2 separate regions of the Macaca mulatta genome follow, and region 2 is linked to region 1. A link is a contact called in public Hi-C data. All regions are on one chromosome and are shown on one strand. The core of a region is the stretch at or near the end of the contact, and the rest is flanking DNA. Distances in the headings are between cores, read along the strand shown.

What was found. Hi-C and Micro-C count contacts between places; a contact is called where the count stands out from the background.
Region 2: a contact with region 1 is called in a Hi-C map of fetal cortex germinal zone, with 3 times the contacts expected there. The contact joins the enhancer-like site here to the promoter of SHISA4 in region 1. A contact is called at or near these places in 5 of 14 Hi-C or Micro-C datasets (CD4 T cells, cortical neurons, fetal cortex germinal zone and 2 more).

The regions. Positions count from the first base shown.
Region 1 is chr1:59,542,771-59,545,470 of T2T-MMU8v2.0, forward strand. SHISA4 (shisa family member 4) reads left to right here and starts at 1,322. Exons shown (of 5, transcript XR_013417583.1): 1 at 1,322-1,971; 2 at 2,102-2,273.
Region 2 is chr1:59,798,166-59,800,865 of T2T-MMU8v2.0, forward strand. It overlaps ARL8A (ADP ribosylation factor like GTPase 8A), which reads right to left. Exons shown (of 6, transcript XM_078002961.1): 6 at 1-2,700. Among named protein-coding and RNA genes, the nearest start is that of GPR37L1, 8.4 kb to the left of the region's middle. Within about 2 kb of position 1,411, at least 15 of the 40 cell types and tissues checked have an H3K27ac peak or open chromatin away from gene starts, as enhancers often do. A contact at or near this core is called in cortical neurons and fetal cortex germinal zone, where this site is marked.

The DNA of each region.
Region 1 (2,700 bases), core at 72-2,571:
GGCTGGATGGCAACAGTGAACACAGCCACGTGGTCCCTGCAGTCATGGAGCTTTTAGTGTAGGAAAGAGGAGATGGATGGCAATGAGCACACTGAGTAGGTGGTGCTGGATTCAGAGGCATCTCTCTGTCCCTGCTGCTGCATTTATGACTGTGTCCTGCGTGAGGACATACTCTTGCCCATCAGGCTACCAGCAATTTTCTGGGGCAGGAGCCTATCCTCTCCTATTCCAGCTCTCTTGGGTAGGTGTGCCAGCACCCACAGGGACCCAGGATGGGATAGCTCCTCTTCCAGCTGTTCTTCCCTAACCTACTAAGATTCTACTGGGCCTTCCATGGACCTGCCCTGATTCTGTCACTCCAGAACACAAGAAATACTCGCTGTCTGCACAGTCTGCTGTTGTGGCTGGGGATCAACCCTGATTTAGATTTGGGTCTTCCTGATGCCTCTGCCATTTACTGGCTGTATTACCTTGAACAAGTTCTTTAACCTCCATGAGTCCTAGTTTCTCTGTCTGTGAAATGGGATTGATAACACCGACCAACCTTGCTTAGTTAATAGAGTTGTGGAAAGATTCCAGTGAGGTAGATGTGGAAGCCTGGACGTGCGTGTAAAGGGTGTACATGGCAGGGGATTAAGGTAGGCTTTTGATGATCTCCCTGGCTTAATTTGCAGTTCCTCGGAGGGTACCTCATGTACCATGGGGCATAGTCACTGGCACTCAGTATAAACCTGCAAAGACTGATTGACCTCTCCCACCCTAAAACGCTGTCTCCACCTGGAATTAACTGTTGCCCACCTGAAATTAACTGTTGACCTCCCTATGCTCCGGTGGCTATTGCAGTACCGGCTTGCTCTGTGAAGAGTGTATAACTGGATGGGCCCCGGGTGGCCCCAGCAGCCTGCCTTCCCTGCTAGTGAAGCCATGGGCTTGTGCATGACAGCCCTGTCCACTTGAAGGGGGAAGGGTCCATCGTAGGGAGCCAGTGCAGCTGGCAGGGTCCAGGCCTGTGGGCACCGCTGGGGACAAAGCCACTCTGAATGCCTCTCAATGAGTGCTTGTGTTCTGGGAATGGGGGCGGGGTGACATCCAGCCTCTTTCCCTCTCAGCCCCCCACAGGATGTCCCAGGCTGGACGCGGCAGAGGAGGTCCCCAACAAGGGAAGGTCCAGCCCTGCCCCTCCAGGGTTGGCCCATGTGTCTGGGCATTCGGAGGTGGCACCAGGATCAGGGCTTCTGGAGTCCAGCATACTGATTGGGCCCAGGCCGGGGGCGGGTCCAGGACACAGCCAGACTTCCCTGGCCGCAGTGCCCAACTGCCCGCGGTGCCCATGTTGGCTCGGACGGGAGGAACCACAGCGGAGCCGGGGACAGGGGGAGCAGGGCAGTGCTCTGCTGGGTGAGGGGCACCCAGCTCCAGAGGCTAGGTGGGCGTCGCTGGTGGGTGGACTCCTGGGCGCTGCGCGGAGCCGCGCCGGCTGGATTAGCGCGGGCGGGGCGCTTAGTCCCACCCCCAGAGGAGGCGGAAGAGGAGCCCCAGCCTGGCCGCGGGCTGGGCCCCGCCGCAGCTCCAGCTAGCCGGCTTGGTCCTGCGGTCCCTTCTCTGGGAGGCCCGACCCCGGCCGCGCCCAGCCCCCACCATGCCACCCGCGGGGCTCCGCCGGGCCGCGCCGCTCACTGCAATCGCTCTGTTGATGCTGGGGGCTCCCCTGGGTAAGGGGATGGGGAGTGATGCGGCCGGGGTGGGATGGGGTGGGATGGGGTGGGATGGGGGCGGAGGAAGGGGAGGGGCCGATCCGAGGGGCTTGGGGTCGAGGCTTATCCAAGGCTGCCACGGGAGACTTGGGTGTTGCTGGATCCTCAAGAAGCGGGAAGAGGGAGCGCCAGGATGCTGGACCATGGGAGGCTGACCCCGGGGTGCAGGGTCAGCTTCAGGCAGAGGCCTCTGGAGCTCCGGAGCTGAGACCCTCAGGTTGGAGACAAGGGGCAACCCTCAGTGTTCGGGAGCCAGCAGGCTGGGGACCACCGGGGCAGTGGGGCCGAGGGCGGCCGGGGATGAACTGGCCTGGTGGCCACTGGGCACCCCCAACCCCTGCCCGCAGCGCTGGCCGGCGAGGACTGCCTATGGTACTTGGACCGGAATGGCTCCTGGCATCCGGGGTTTAACTGCGAGTTCTTCACCTTCTGCTGCGGGACCTGCTACCATCGGTACTGCTGCAGGGACCTGACCTTGCTCATCACCGAGAGGCAGCAGAAGCACTGCCTGGCCTTCAGGTGGGTTCCTGCGTCCCCACTCTCACCCCCTCCTCCATCCTTTTCTCCAGAGGCCTCCCCTTCCTCCCTCCCAGACTCCTGCCTCCTCTCCATTTCGACCTCCACATTCTTAGCTGAATGGAGTCACCAGGACTCCAGCTTGGCGGCAGAGCTAGGTGCTTAGGTGCTGGTGCCTGGGAGTTCCAGAAAAGGCATGTTAGTTACCTTCATAGGCTTTGGCCGGGCCAGGGGTTTCCAGGTTCTTTCTGGAGCCCTCCCTTTGGTCCTGCTAGGTCCTGGGGAGGCAGGGTTCAGGGTTAACACCTGGACGACAGTGTGGCTTTGTGGAAGAAGCTCTGGCACAAAGGCGGAGACTTGGGTTTGATTCCCAGGTCCACTTCTTACTAGCTGTGTGATCTTGGGGAAGACACTTGCCTTCTATGGGTCA
Region 2 (2,700 bases), core at 161-2,660, 260 kb after region 1:
GCCTTCCTGGCCTGGCAATGCCTAGGGGAATTTCTGCTGACCTGGCCTGGCCTGTGGCTGATGTTCAGAACAGCCCTGTGGCTCTGGGGACTCCAAGGGTTTTATGGCTTTTGAGGGACAGAGAGGATGGAGGGCTCGGGGAGCCGGGAGACCTAAGTCCTCATCCTGGTCTAAACCCCATGCTGCTTGGGAAGTCAAAAGCCTGGAAAATCTCTCTCCTGGAGCCCTCGTCTCTGCTATGCCCTCTCTCCACAAAGCCCCCCTTGGAGGGAGGCCAGTGCTCTTTCCTCTGTGAGCCCCAGGACTTCCCAACCTTTGTCACTCTGAGAGCTGCTCTTGTTCAGTTTCTTAGAATGGACTGTTTTGCCTGTAGACGGCCCAGCTGCCTGCCCCGGCCTGCCCCGGCCCAGCCCCCACTGCACCACCCTTCCCGCCAGAGCTCCCACTGCCCCCAGCAGATGCTTCATGCAGCTCCTCCTGTGGGGTCTTGCCCTTGAAGTCCCACTTCCCCCAGCCCCACCTCTGGGCCCTTCCAGAGGGCACCATTAGCCTTGTGGGTCCCTGGGAAGCTGGCACAGCATCAAACAGAAGTGATGCCTCAGCCAGGCTGCCAATCACTCCCTGCCTGGGAGCTCAGCTTTCCTCAGAACCGCCGCCCCTGTCTGAAGCTCTGTCCTGGGTCCCGCCAGACTTCTGCCCACCAGGCCTACCTAGAACTTCCACACGAGGCCTCAGGAAGGGTCCCGGGGGCCCAGGGACGGGCAGAGGCAGGGGTTCCGAGCACCCGGGGCTCCATTCTCCTCTGTCCACCCACCCACACTCCTTGGCCTCAGCCTGCCCTGTACCCAAGCTTCCCTCCCCCTCTCCTGGGGATCTTAACGGCCTTGTTCTCTCTCCCTGGCACCCACCCCCAGGGCGGGTGATGCCGCCAAGAGAGAGGGAGGCCGTTGCTAGGTGATGGCGCCGCCATGCGCACACCCTTTGTGCTGGGGAGTGACACCCACCCATTTCTCAGCAGACCTGTTGCCACGGTGACTGAAGTCCCCAGCTCTGTCTGTAGAAACTTCAGATGGCTGGGGGAGCAGGTTGGAGAGAGGACCAAAGGCAGGCCTGTCACGCTGAAGCTCCTAGGGACCATTTCCTCCCCATTTCCCCAACTCCTTCTCCACCCCCCGCCAGGCCTGGAGGCACCACCAGCTTCCTAAGGGATGCAGGAAGGGGCCGGGTGAACTGAGGTGAAGTCCAGGGCAGGGGAGGCAGACCCCTCAACATCCTGTTTAGGAGTCCTCCTCCACAAAGGGTGCCCTCCGCCTCTCCCTCCTGCTGGTTGGTCGACTCAGAGATGAAGGGGGAGAGATCGTGGCTCCAAGGCTCTGCCACTGCCACCTCCCAGGCCTGCCAATGTGAATGGCTTGCAGAATCAGTCAGCAGGCCAGCAGTCTTGGGAAAGAGCCACTGTCCCCGCAGCCTGGGCCAGCTGGGGGAACAATGTAGGGTTTGTTGCTTCGGGGTCCTAGGCTTGCGGGGGGGGGTTGGCACATGGTGGGCGGTGGACTTGAGCTGGGATGCTCTGAGATGCCACTGACATGCTTGCTCACCCAAGGGCAGACTTCAGACCAGCCCTCAGATCCTGATGCCAGGTTACGGGGATGAGGGGAGCCTGAAATCCACTGCGTCTCCCTGCTCCACTTGGGAGTCTCCTTCTCATCACTTATCCTGGAACCTGAGTGCAATTACTTAAACCTAGTCTCAGCTTCCTCATCTGCAAAATGGGAATAATCTGTCCTTCACAGAGGAGTATGGTCATTTAATGAGATAAGATACATAAAGCACTTTGCATAGTGCCCCAAACCTTTTATTCCTTCCTCCCCTTTGGGAATTCAATTCTCCAGTGTGATGGAGCAAGCTTGGCCAGGGGATTCTTAAATGCATCCAGGTTTTGGCATCAAAGGGCCCCAAACATGACAAATTACCTATACTCATGGTCTGTTCCCTGTTCACCTTTAATAGGTTGTGTGTGTGTGTGTTTTTTTTTTTTTTTAAGAGTTGGGGGGGTCTTACTATGTTGCCCAGGCTGGCTTTGAACTCCTGGGCTCAAGCAGTCTTCCTGCCTCAGCCTCCTGAGTAGCTGGGACTACAGGTGTGTACCACCATGCCTGGCTGAACACTTATTTTTTGAAACAGGAGCTCACTCTGTCACTCAAGCTGAGTGCTGTGGTGTGATCATAGCTCATTACAGCCTCTGTTTCCTGGGCTCACACAATTCTCCTGCCTCAGCTTCCTGAGTAGCTGGGACTGCAGGTGTGCACTACCACGCCTGGCTAATTTTTGATTACTTGTAGAGATAGGGTCTCACTATTTTGTTCAGGCTGGTCTCAAACTCCCGGACTCAAGTGATTCTCCTACCTTGGGCTCCCAAAGTGCTGGGATTACAGGTATGAACCACTGCACCTGGCCCTTGAACAAATTCTTTAAGTCTTATTAGTACCTGCTGCATGCCGGCACTCTGGAAGGAGGATGCTCGCTTGCTTCCTGGTAACCAGGTGTCTTATCTCAAACCTCAGTCCTCACTGAGGATCACAGGATCTAGAAAGGCACCTCGGCCTGGAAACAGCCCCAGATGAGTGAGATTGCTGGTCCTCTCCCAGGATCCCAGGCCCAGGGCAAACCCAGACAAGCTTGCAGCCAGGAGAGGGCAGG